Regions from separate parts of the Mus musculus genome. Here region 2 is linked to region 1. The links are chromatin contacts, called in public Hi-C maps. All regions are on one chromosome and are shown on one strand. The core of a region is the stretch at or near the end of the contact, and the rest is flanking DNA. Distances in the headings are between cores, read along the strand shown. Region 1 overlaps Arhgap31 (Rho GTPase activating protein 31). Region 2 holds the start of Igsf11 (immunoglobulin superfamily, member 11).

Region 1 (6,113 bases), core at 72-2,571:
CTGAGTGCTGCCTTTTAAGCCTTTAAAAAATTAATTTTTTCTTAAAAAGTTATCTGTGGTGTGTGTTTCTTCTAGACTCCAACTCTCCCAAGACTTTCTTTTCTTTTTAAAAAAAGATTTATTTATTTTATGTATATAAATATACTGTAGTTGTCTTCAGACACACTAGAAGAGACATCAGATTCCTTTACAGATGGTTGTGAGCCACCATGTGGTTGCTAGGAATTGAACTCATGTGGTCCTATTTTAATTTTTTTAATCTATTAATTTTTTTAAATTAACATGCTTGGTATTAGCTTTCACTATAACACGTCCAACAAGATCCGTTCTTGCCTGTCTCTTCCCTACTTTCCCTCTGCTTCAGTCCCTCTGTCCCTTCCACCCACCAAAGCCTCTTTCTACATTCGGGTCACATGTGTTCTGTTGCCCTCCCCGACTTCCTGCACACTCCTTTCCTCCTGTCTGGGCACACACACACACACACACACACACACACACACACACACACATCACAAGCTTGGATCTGAACTTGAGAGAGAGCCTGGCTGCAGGCTTTGTTACTCTGCGCCCGGCTACCTTGTCAAGCCTGGCATTAACATTTGCTTTAACCACGTGTTTTGTGCCATCCTTTCTGCTCACCCACGGGTGCCTCATTTGGTAGCCATACAAGCAAGCACAGTGCAGCTATTTCACTCTTGCATCAGCAGCCCATTGGCTATCCCATCCTCTCTTCCCCTGGCCCAGGTGCTTTGCTGTTTTTTTTTTCTCTCTCTCTCTTCTCTTTGTAGCTCTCTGATAAAGTCTTTTGATGTTTGCAATGGGGTGGGGTTGGGGGAACTCTATCTTTCCTGCCTACCGGTCTGTTCCCCCAAGCCCCCAGGCAAACACAGAAAGAACACTCTTTTGGAAAAAAAAAAAAAAGAGAGAGAACCATCACGATGTATAGCAAGCACCAGAGGCCTGAGATTCCTGCCCTGCCTCTGCTGTGTGACCTTGGGCCAGCCACTTTACTTCTTTGGTTCTCAGTTTCCTCCCTGAACAATGAGGCGCATTCAGTTGGATAAGCAGAGAAATAATTTAACCCAGCTCTCAAAACAAACAGCATCATTCTGAGAATTCAAGGAAGGAGCAGTTAGCAAACAGCTCGACCACTCTCCTTCCCTTGCCATCTTACATCCACCACCATGCTAAGATAATGCCAACCAGCTGGCGACTTGTGTTATTGTTATTTCAGTGTCGAAACTGCCCTTGGCCGGTCCGTGCATCCCACCCGCTAACCACAATAGAAACCCAAACACTCACCGTGAATTTCTCATAGAGCTCGTAGGTCAGGAGGGGGTTGGGCAGCTCCCGGAAGTAGAGCTTGCACAAGGAGCCCACACAGTGGATGTCTTGAAGGTACACTTCCCTTGTCAGATCTGGGCATTGATCTGAGCCAAACTCTTGCCTGGAACAACAGAGATGGAGACATAACAACCCCAGGGACCATGGGATCCTTGTCAGCAGCTGCTTGGAGGCACAGGAGTCAAAAGAGCCTCCACTGCCGATGTGCCTGGGGTCCTGCCTGACCTCCACTCCACTCCGGGCACCAGAAGGCCATTGGAGAGACACCGCTTTTGGAGGCTGATGTTTGCTTGGAAGTCGTTTGTGACTTGACGTCAGAAAACTCATTTGTGTCCAGAAGTCCCCACGGCACCGTATCTGTGTCTTGGCGGGGGGCCAGGGGGATATAAAATGTCTACTGAGATTTCAGTTTTTCTAAAGCATTACTCAAAATGTAGCCCCCCCCCCCCCGTCTTTTTTTTTTTAGCGGTGAGACCCAAAACTGGGAAGTGGGGTGAGGCAGGGGGTGGGAACAGTGTCAGGTCTTATCCCACATTTCCACAGTCATGTCTCAAATTCCCTTTAACCAGATACTCAAACCCAAGGTTTGTGGACCTAACTCAACCATCTCTCTGTCGCTTAGCGGAACTGTTTATTTTTTAGGTGGCTTAGTGGTGACTCTTAGGTGTCACTCCAGCATGTGAATGTCTTAAGCAGTCAGTCCACAGTTGGGATTCCAGGCACACCAAGACCATTTGGGTCTAGAGTAGGCGTCTGCACCATTTTCTTTCGTTCCTTTTACTTTGTTTTCTTTCCCTTTGATCCATGTTGTTTGAAACAGGATACAGGCTAGGTTGGTCTTGAACTGATGTCATTATTTCTTCATTCTCCTGAGTGCTGGGCTCATGGGCCTGAACTACCAGCTCCAGTTTATGTTTGACGTCAAATCAGAAAACATTTCCTTACATGCGTGCACTGCCTCACACTGTAAATACTTGTAAGCTACAAATATGGTTTTTTGTTTTGTTTTGTTTTGTTTGTTTGTTTGTTTTTTTGGTTTTTTGAGACAAGGTTTCTCTGTATAGCCCTGGCTGTCCTGGAACTCACTTTGTAGACCAGGCTGGCCTCGAACTCAGAAATCTGCCTGCCTCTGCCTCCCGAGTGCTGGGATTAAAGGCGTGTGCCACCACGCCCGGCCCCAAATATGGTTTTTAAATGGTTTTAATATTTCTATATTTAAGCTCCCGAGTGTACTCCTCAGTTAGGCAGGGATAAACCCCACAAGAGTCCGAGAACCAACATTTTTCAAAGCAGCCCATTGCGCCCCTGTACTCTGTTCCATCTCTTCAAAGAAGAGTGGGAAACGCTCCAATACTGTAAGGACCTAAAGGTAACTCATGGGGACAGAGAAGAGAGGGGTCCCGTGAATCTGTGGACATACGTGCATGTGTTTGTTTCTCTGAGATCAGGAGAGAAGAATCTACAATTTATTCATTTATTTTGCCCAGATTTTCCCTGGTCAAGGCTAAGGCACTCTGTAAATGAAAAAGACTCCCCCTACCTAAGTATCTTTCTGGATGCCAGCTACGGTGTCGTGGACTTCAGACCTAAGAGTCACCCTCAGTGTGGAACAATTGGTTTGCAAGCTTGCGGCCCAGTGCCGATCCCCAGCAAGAAAAAAAAATGTTGTCAATAAAATTCTAAGGGATCCACATGCCATGTATGGTGGTGGACACCTGAGAGCCTAGGACCTGGGAGACTGAAGAAGGAGTTGTGAGTTCAAAGCTAGTCAGGTAGACTGAGACCCTGTCTTAAAAAAGCAAGCACTGAAGCATCCGGGTGTGGTAGCACACACCTTTAGTCCTTAGCTCTCGTGAATCAGGAGCAGGTGCATCTCAGTGAATTTAAGGTCAGTCTGGCTCACAGAGTGAGCTGCAGGACAGCTAACGCTACACCGAGAAGAAACCTTGCTTTGATTTAAAAAAAAATTATACTTGTAATAAACTATTTTTTAACATCCATAAAAATGTTTTATTATTCACTACAGTTTAATTACAAGTGAGATTTGGAGAGGATGGACCAAAGAGAAGGTAGAAAACAAAATGTTGAATTATATAATATATAATCCACATCATATATCCCAAGTACATATGTACTGACTTTACAAGAAGTGTGTTCTACAGAATAGGGAGGCTTACCCTAAATTTCAGGCTAGCCTGGTCTATAGAGTAAAACCATGTCTCAAAAAAAATTTTAAATGTATATTCTTATTATCTTAGAATTTATATTTGTAATTAGCAAACATGGTAAATATATATTTAAAATCATTAAATGTTCTTTTGGTATTATGATAAACAAAATACATAAGCCTATTGCCTTAATCACAGAAAAATACATATATACTTCAATATATTTCATATATTGTGTATATATTTTATACAATATCTTTTTTTATTTAAAGTTTCTTGTCTTTTTGTTTGTTTGGTTTTGCTTTTTTAAGAGAGGGTTTTTATGTGTAACAGCCCTGGCTGTCCTGGAACTTGCTCTGTAGACCAGGTTGGCCTCCAACTCACAGAGATCCACCTGCCTCTGCCTCCCAAGTGCTGCGATTAAAGGCGTGCAGCACCATGCTCTGCTGGTTCTTGTCTTTTTAATGAAATAGGAATTTCTTAAAATGTTTAGGATAAATCTGTGGTATTATACATTACCCACATGTCATTTATTCTAAAAAATTACTGGGGCGTGGGGGAGTTGGAGGCCACACTTGCCATGATTCTATATGGAGGTCACAGGACAACTCTGTGGAGTCCGTTCTCTCCTTCTACTTATGTAGGCTCCAGGATTAGAACTCACATTATTGGGTTTGCCCAGCAAGCACCTTTACCTGAGGAGCCATGTCATTGGCTCCCAGTAACTTAAAAAACATCAGCATCAATTAGAGAAATGTACAGTTATGCAGACTTCAACCATCTGAAATATCAAGAGTGCATCCAAAGAAAACCTCCCAAGGGCCTCGGAATTCTAACACCATGCAAGGAACCCTAATCTAGCTGGGTTTTAGAAAAACATGTTCCCTAACTTGTAATTTAGGCCACTTAAGGTAAATCCAATCCATCAACGAAGCATGAACCCTGCCCAAGACAAAGAAAAAGCCTTTTTCACAGGACAGAATTGCACCAGGCCGGGAGCCTGCCGATTAGGGTTAGAACTGCCGGCAGCTGCACCTCAGAGAGGCCATCCGAGTTTCCGGTACTCCCCAAAACTGCCAGCAGAGACAGACAGAATGAATGAAGGTTCACTTGAGGATTCTGGGCTCTCATTTAGCTTACCTCAGCCGCTGGATGTTTGAGGTGATGCCCGAGAGGCGATAGATTCCATCCACAATGCCGTGAGTCTCTATGAATTCAGCACAGCTCTTCAGCACATATGGAACTATGTACAAGAAGAGAAAAACAGTCAAGCATCAGATGTAAATCTATCCTGTAAAGATACCCCTTGACAATCCAGGCCAGTTCAAGTGTAAGGGACTCAGAAGAGTCACAAGTGTGAGCAATTGCTTATAAGTGGTAGGCAATGCTCCCTAGAGACTTAATAATGTTTTAACTACTGTTTAAAGAGTTGAATAAAATTTAATACATTTTGTTTATTAATTTACTTTATTTATTAAAACATAACATATTTATTATTAAATAAAATTTACAAAATTTAAATAAAATAAACTTTAAAAATTAATTTTAAATACTTGGAAAAAAAGTATGTTTGAGGTGTGGTAGGTGTAGTGGTGCCCATTTGTATTCTGAGCACTGGGGAATTCAGGGTCAACCTCAGACATGGAGTAAGTTTGAGGATAGCCTGGGCTATGAGATCCTGTTACAAACGAACATACAAACAAACAAATAAAATAACACCCTACCCCCCACTAATCTTCATTGGTGTTAAGAATGTTTTTAACAGTTAACAATTCACAAAAATATTATTTGTTTATAAGAGATACATAACCTCCTTTGAAAGGTGAGACCCCCACCCCAAAACCTTCCTTCTAGTCACTGTTTAAATGAGGTTCTAACATGGCCTCTTACATGCTCACCCTCCCAGGGTTCAGAGCTCTGGAGGCAGAGAATGGCTGTGTTGTTGTTCTCTCCTGGGTTGACCTCATTGTCAGAGTGACACATGTCCTTCAGATGCCCAGAGGGAGGGAACATCAAGTCATTTGCTACTTGAGTCCCTTGACCAGTCTGCCTGAGGTCCTCTTGTGGCAGTGCAGTGAATACTGACTGACTGTGGAACAGACCAACCTTCAGACTAAAGTCATTTGTGGCTCCTGATCACCTAGGGATGACACAGGTCCTCCACAAACTAAGGATTGGTCAGTGTTGTGCCAGACTCCCAACACACACTGGTCCTTCCTTGGATTGGACTAATGCCAATTCATTTATGCTTATTACACACAGCTTGCTCCTGAATGCAAGTCCATACTGGGCTGACTCTTGTTTTGAGATAGAGCTGTGATATATAGCCACGTTAGCTTTGAAGTCACCAAGTTTCCCATGTACTGGGGTTAGGTAAATACCACTGCATTTGGCTTGTTACCTTTGTCTGGGTAGATATTAGATGTTCAATTCCAGCATTCTACCTAGACACGGAGTATTTGACTTCAACAATCTCATTATTGTTACTGGGTGCTGGAGGATCTTACCCAGGGCTGCCTGGATGCAAGATAAGAACGCTATCCCAAAGCTACAATCCCACACTATCTAATTCCCCATGACGATGCATTCAAAGCATCTTCT
Region 2 (5,928 bases), core at 137-2,636, 270 kb after region 1:
GTGTTCCTCTCTCAGTGCTCTAGTGATTGGCATTTTAAAACTTCTCCTTTTTTTCTTCTTCTTCAAAATATAACATTTCAATATTTAAATTAGTTTTATAATTCTACTTTCTTGATATTTTTGTTTTTCCTACACAGCCTTAAATCATTGTGCAAATATACTTCTCTTTAAAACATTGTTTTCTACATTTGCCATGCTCCTGAGTATACTATTGTTTCTGAGTTGTCCTGGCAAAATTGGTTCTGTGAGGTGTCGGGGTTCAGAATTCTGAAGGGCTACAGGAGTTCTAATCTAAGCTGTTCAGAATCTGATCTCATGTCTGGGAGGTTCATGGGCAGGTAGGTCCTCAAAACTCCAAGGCTCAGTGTGGGTGTGGAAGCAGAAAATGACTTCGGGCTGTAGGAGGAAACAGAAACTAAATTGGGAAAGGATGGGTGGGTAATGCTGTTCAAATAAGTAAAAGCATTTCAAATGTTATGAAGGCCTCTTCAGTCTAACCAGAGCAAACAAGCAAAAGGTAAAAACATCCATCGAAGACACAGGTGCCACAGTCAAGGCAAGACAGTACTCGGTGTTAAAAAGCAGTCTAAGGAAACGTGAGCTTGGTGAGGAATCACTTAAGACATTGGAAGATGACAAGCATGGCTGCAGGCCTGTAATCCCAGGGCTTGGGAGGCTTAGATGGAAAGGTCAGGCATTTTAGATCATCCTGGTTTTAATTGAAATAGCATTACATCACTTTTGTCTTTCCTTTGGTCTCTTCCCTCCATCTCTTCCCAGCCATACCCTCTTTTAAAACTCCTCCCGTGTTCTCCCCATTCTCAAGTTATTAACCTCTTTTTTAGTTACACATGCCTGTGTATGCATATCTATCTGTCTGCCCATCCATCCATCCATCCATCCATCCATCCATCCATCCATCTATGGAGATGCAATCCGGTTTTTTGTTGTTTGTATATGGTTTCAGGGCTGACGACTCTGCACTGGACTACAATAAGGGAACTCATCCCTTGGACAGGTTAACTTTCCTAAAGGTCTTCCTGTCTTCTAAAAGACTCCTAAGGTTCTTTCAGATAGATTAAATGGTTTTCAGGAGAGACTAAAATGGTCAGAGTAGGGACTGTTTGAAAACTTCAGCCAAGAAAGACGAGTTGGATCTGAGGGAAGCCACTTTGGGGTTTTAGGTTCAACCTGTCCTTGCAGGTTTCATGGGGACCAGAGCAGGTGGCCTGGCCGCGCCAGCCTTGAGTTCTGTGCATTCTGCGGCTGGCCACTAGGCGTCGCACTGGAGTCGCGGTTGCCCTGGAGACCGCTCGGCGAGTGGGCAGGCGGTGCCGAGCCCCCGGCTGGGGAAGAGCTGGCGGGAGCTGGGGGGAGTGGCTGCGGCGGCTGGTGGTGGCCGCGGCGGCCGGCGAGCCCGGGACGCCCGAGCCTGCCCCGAGCCTCGGCGGAGCGGAGTGGCCTCGGCGCTCCCGTGTCCCGCTTGGTCCCACGCTGCACCCCGCCGCCCAGGAGCCCGGCGGACGGCGGCTCCCCCGGCGGCTCCGGCATGACTCGGCGGCGCTCCGCTCCGGCGTCCTGGCTGCTCGTGTCGCTGCTCGGTGAGTAACTCAGCTTGTCCTGCCGCCTCGGGGGACCGAGCCCGCTGGTGCCCGCAGGGCCTGGGAACCGGCTGCCCCGGGGCGGTAGCGGAGGCCCGCGTCTGCCAGGTGTCCCCAAGCGCTGTAACCCCAGCGCCGCTCCCCGCCGCCACTTCCCGGAACGAACTCCCGCTGCCAGTCCACTTAGAAATAGTGTTAGAGTCGCCTGCCCTTACTAGAGGGCTCCAGGAAAACTTTGTAGCTTTACCACAGCCTTGAAGGAGTTTGCGATATTAAAAGAATTAAATTGATTAAAAGTTTTTTTTTTCAGATTTAAAGTTGTAACTTCATTATAACCTTTAAAACATATGCAGGGGTAAACATTTCACTTTATTAAAAAAACAAACAACAACAACAACAAAAACCCAAACGCTCGATTACATCCGAAAGCAAAGTTTATTTACACTTCGTTTTGTAACCAGAAGGGTCTAAGTTGCCTTATAAAAATACATAGAATGTAGCAATATGAGCAAGCGCTTGAAAACAGTTGGTTATTCAAATTTGATTTCTTAAGTTTTTCTTAACGTTTTGTTTTCCCCCCAGTAATCATCATAGGCAGGCTCTGAATGTCCTTTTCTACAATCCTGCCTTTGTGTGTGCATTGTTCTGTGGAATCAAGTTTTCTGACTCAGTAATTGGTTGCTGAGGTTTGCTGAAATTTGTCCAGAAGGCTTCTCTTTAAGAAGCTAGTGCAGTGATGGAGTGTGCTGTGGTTAATTCTATTTCTCTCTAGACATCTTTGTAGGTCTCCAGTCATTTTTATGGCCTTACTTGAATAAACGATGTTTTAATCTTGATGTAACCCAGTTTTAGGTCGTTCACCTGGTATAGGAGAAAGCATAGCAAACTGGCCTGTTACCGTCCATGACGATACCAGGGACCGTGTTCTGACGTCTTGAAGTTCAGTAGGCATATTTTTTAGTGACACTATACACGTAGTGAGGTCACATACCAAAGTGTGCATTTATGCGCTTGAGCTTCCAAACTGAGTTTGTCATTCACTGCTTTCAGCAGGCCTGTGTCTTCCTGTCCTTCTGTCAAAGGTGAAATAAGCGAATTCATAGATGTTCCTCATAATCCTTGAACACAGCTGAAATGCTGTAAACGTTGCTGTAATAACAGCTCCAAATGGTTTTGATAGAAAGATCTGTCGTTAAACTAAGTTGGAAAATCTGTCATGAAACTTAGTTGGCCGATAGAGTTTGTGTTTTGAATTTATTAGGCAGTACTTTTAAAAAGGTGATTTTGTTTCTAGGATCACTCATAGGCAGACACCTGATTTATGCCTTTGCTTTGGGTTGGAAGGATTTCTACTCAATACTAGACTGATTCTGAGGACTTCCAAGGTTGTTCCCGTCTTTGAGATGGTCTGTTCTGTAGAGCCACTTTTAACTCTCAAAAAACGTGTTCCTCTGTTCGGCAGATATTTCCTTTGCTACCACTGGGTGCACTTGGGCATCAGGTGGGTGGGTGGGGCAGGGAGACAGTGGGAGGATATGTCTGTAGCCCTAATGGGATCTTCTTAAGATCTTAAATATCAGCATGCCCAAACACTTGATGGTACAACAAATAAATGTTGAGTCGCATTTGCCAGCGGCATCAAGGAATATTTATTTCACGGCAAAGTGAGCTTTCGATCTGGACTTGGCCTAGAATTTAGATTATCTAAATGGAGGATGGTTGGGCCTTCATAGCTCAAGAAACATTGGAGCTGAAGTATATTTGAACGGAGAGTGTGTGTGGGCGGGTTCTAATGAGAGGGCAGATCTCTAACTGGAGGGGCAGAGAAAAGGCGGAGGGGAGGGGTGGGGGGAGGGAGGGCAAGCTGAGTTAGGGCTTTGTCTTGAGAAAGGCCACAGAGCTGTTTCCCCACAGGCCCAGGGGAGGCTGTGCTGAGAGAGAGTGGGGTGGTTCTATTTTGCAGTGCCCAGGAGAAAGTTGTGTCCTCCTTGAATTCTTGACCCAGACAGCGGCAGCGTCGCTTTGACTGGGTTGCGGTGTGTCTTTAGAACTTCTGTGACATCGATTCTGTTCCAAAGTGGGAAAAGTTGGATTCTGTTTGAGTGACCAACAGCGGTAATGGGGGAACAATGCACCAGAAATATAAACATCTCTTCAGTAAAAGAAAGACAAGCATATTGCTGTTATTTTTTGTTCAGTTTCTGTGAAATAAGTTTGTAGGGAATTTGTATAGAAAAGTTTACTACTGTGCAATTCCACCAATGGCTTAGACGAGTTTAAATGAGTCAGGTAAGGCCACATTTGCCTTTAATCCCAGCACCCAAGAGGCAGAGGCAGGTGAATCTCAGTGAGTTGAAGGCTAACCTCAGCTACAGAGTGAGTGCCAGGCCAGCCAGGGATACATAATAAGGCTCTCTCAACAAATAAACAGAAGAGTATCTGAAATACTTCTTTTATTGGCCGTTCTTTGAAAGAGCAGGTAATTTCACAGAATTTGAGGAAGTGTGTTAAAAAAAAAAAAGGCCGTATCCAAAAGAAAAAGTCACGAAATATTTTATCGTTGTTATTTTGAGAAGCTGACTATAAATTTCAATTTCCCAGCTTTAAAATTTGATGTGCAACTGTTTTTGGAAGGCCTCACTTTTTTTTTTTAAGTCAAAATCTGTAGCTTGGCCATCTTGAGAGAGACAGCGTGTGAAGAGTTCAGAGAGGATCAGCTTACTCAGCATACAGGACTCAGTTTAAACACCCAGTCATCCGGAGCTTTTACAGTGTTCTGCTAAGTACTGTTGTCAGACCTCATGTGCGAGGCTGGAGACTCGTGTTTGGGCTTCTCCCCCCCTGGTAACAGTAAGTGGTATATCTTCAGACGCGTTTTCACACTTCAGGAGTGGAAACACCTATAACAGACATCCTCATTTGAATCTTCATACTCAAGCCATGTGACTCAGTGGCAAGGGAGGTAGGTGATGAGCTTGGGCCACAAGAGTCTAGTCACAGTCTAGTCGCTGCGGTGGGCGGCGGCGGCAGGAGGTGAGGGAGGGGGACTGGCTGAGTTGGTACAGAGTTGAGGGGTGGTTGCTTTCTCATTCACACTATCTCTAAGCCTGCTGTGGGGGTGTGCTCTGTAATTTGGTGCATCTGGGAGCTGAGACAGGAAGATTACAAGTTTGAAGCCCTGTTGGACTACATGAAGAGTTCTATGGTGGAACCCAGGCTGAATAATGAAGCACCCGTTCACTTTATTCTACACACCCCTCTAGGACCAGTTTATTTAAAATAAGGGCTCTAGATCAATTGTTACAGATAACAATTGGCTTCAACTTCCTCAGCTTTTATGTATGCTTGGCGTTTTGAAGAAGGGTCGTTGGATCCCTAACTTTGGGTCCTGCTGTAAGCACAGTGCCTGCGACTTTTCCCCCTTGGATGAGGACTGACTGGCACCAACAGGTCTCTGCCTGCACTCCAAGAACAGCACCCTTCCCCACCATCTGGAGGACGTCAAGTCCACTACTGAACACGCCTGTGATCTGCTTAGGACAGGCTGTCGCCTCCTGGGTGGGCCTCGGAAACCCACTGATTTGAAGTGTGTCACAAGAGTGGGAAGCTAATTAATCTATGTAATGGCTAAGCATCTTAAAACCATGCTGTTTTTCTTTCTGTGTAAGTCTGGGTGATTGACATCCCCTGTGCACGATTCCTGCGTGTGAGACCGACTGCAGCAGCGGTTTGCTTTTGCTGGAGAAAGGTGAAATCAGAGGGAGAAACAGGTTTTCTAATTTGCAGATGCGTCTTCTCCAGCTCACGGGCCGTCATCATGGACTGTGTAGATGCTAAGTCCTGTGGCTCCACACAACTCATTATAGGAAGAAGCAGATTGTAATAAACATCACTCAATTTGTAAGATTAGGTTAGGATCAAACCGATACAAATCTGCAAGTGAGGGAAGACAGCTTAATGAGTGCACTGGTTCAGCATCACTAACCTTTTGGGTCATTATTTCCCTCCATTATCTATTTATTCACTGTACATCCCGATGGCAGCCCCATTCTCTTTCTCCGCTCCTCCCAGCCCCACTCTCACAAAACCATCCTCCCACTACCCCTCAGAGATGGGGAAGCCCTCCCTGGGTACCACCTCGCCCTGAGACATCAAGTCGCAGCAAGACTAGGCACATCCTCTCCAACTGAGGCCCAACAAGGCCGTCCAGCTAGGGGAAGGGGATCCAATGGCAGGCTACAGGGTCATGGTAAGCCCTCATTCCAATTGTTAGAGGACCACATGAAGACCAAGCTGCACATCTATCTGCTACATATGTGCAGGGGGC

Evidence for each region. Hi-C and Micro-C count contacts between places; a contact is called where the count stands out from the background.
Region 2: a Hi-C map of granulocyte-monocyte progenitors shows a contact between it and region 1, with 2.5 times the contacts expected there. The contact joins the promoter of Igsf11 here to the enhancer-like site in region 1. A contact is called at or near these places in 2 of 484 Hi-C or Micro-C datasets (beige adipocytes and granulocyte-monocyte progenitors) and 2 of 115 datasets of contacts at active chromatin or transcription factors (both in embryonic stem cells).

Annotation. Positions count from the first base shown.
Region 1 is chr16:38,635,595-38,641,707 of GRCm38.p6, forward strand. Arhgap31 (Rho GTPase activating protein 31) reads right to left here. Exons shown (of 12, transcript NM_020260.2): 2 at 4,653-4,755; 3 at 1,303-1,447. All of the region lies in intron 4 of Gm36482 (a long non-coding RNA gene), which reads left to right. Among named protein-coding and RNA genes, the nearest start is that of Gm36482, 24 kb to the left of the region's middle. Within about 2 kb of position 1,322, at least 74 of the 459 cell types and tissues checked have an H3K27ac peak or open chromatin away from gene starts, as enhancers often do. A contact at or near this core is called in granulocyte-monocyte progenitors, where this site is marked.
Region 2 is chr16:38,900,959-38,906,886 of GRCm38.p6, forward strand. It overlaps Igsf11 (immunoglobulin superfamily, member 11), which reads left to right and starts at 1,387. Exons shown (of 7, transcript NM_170599.2): 1 at 1,387-1,601. The coding sequence starts at 1,550.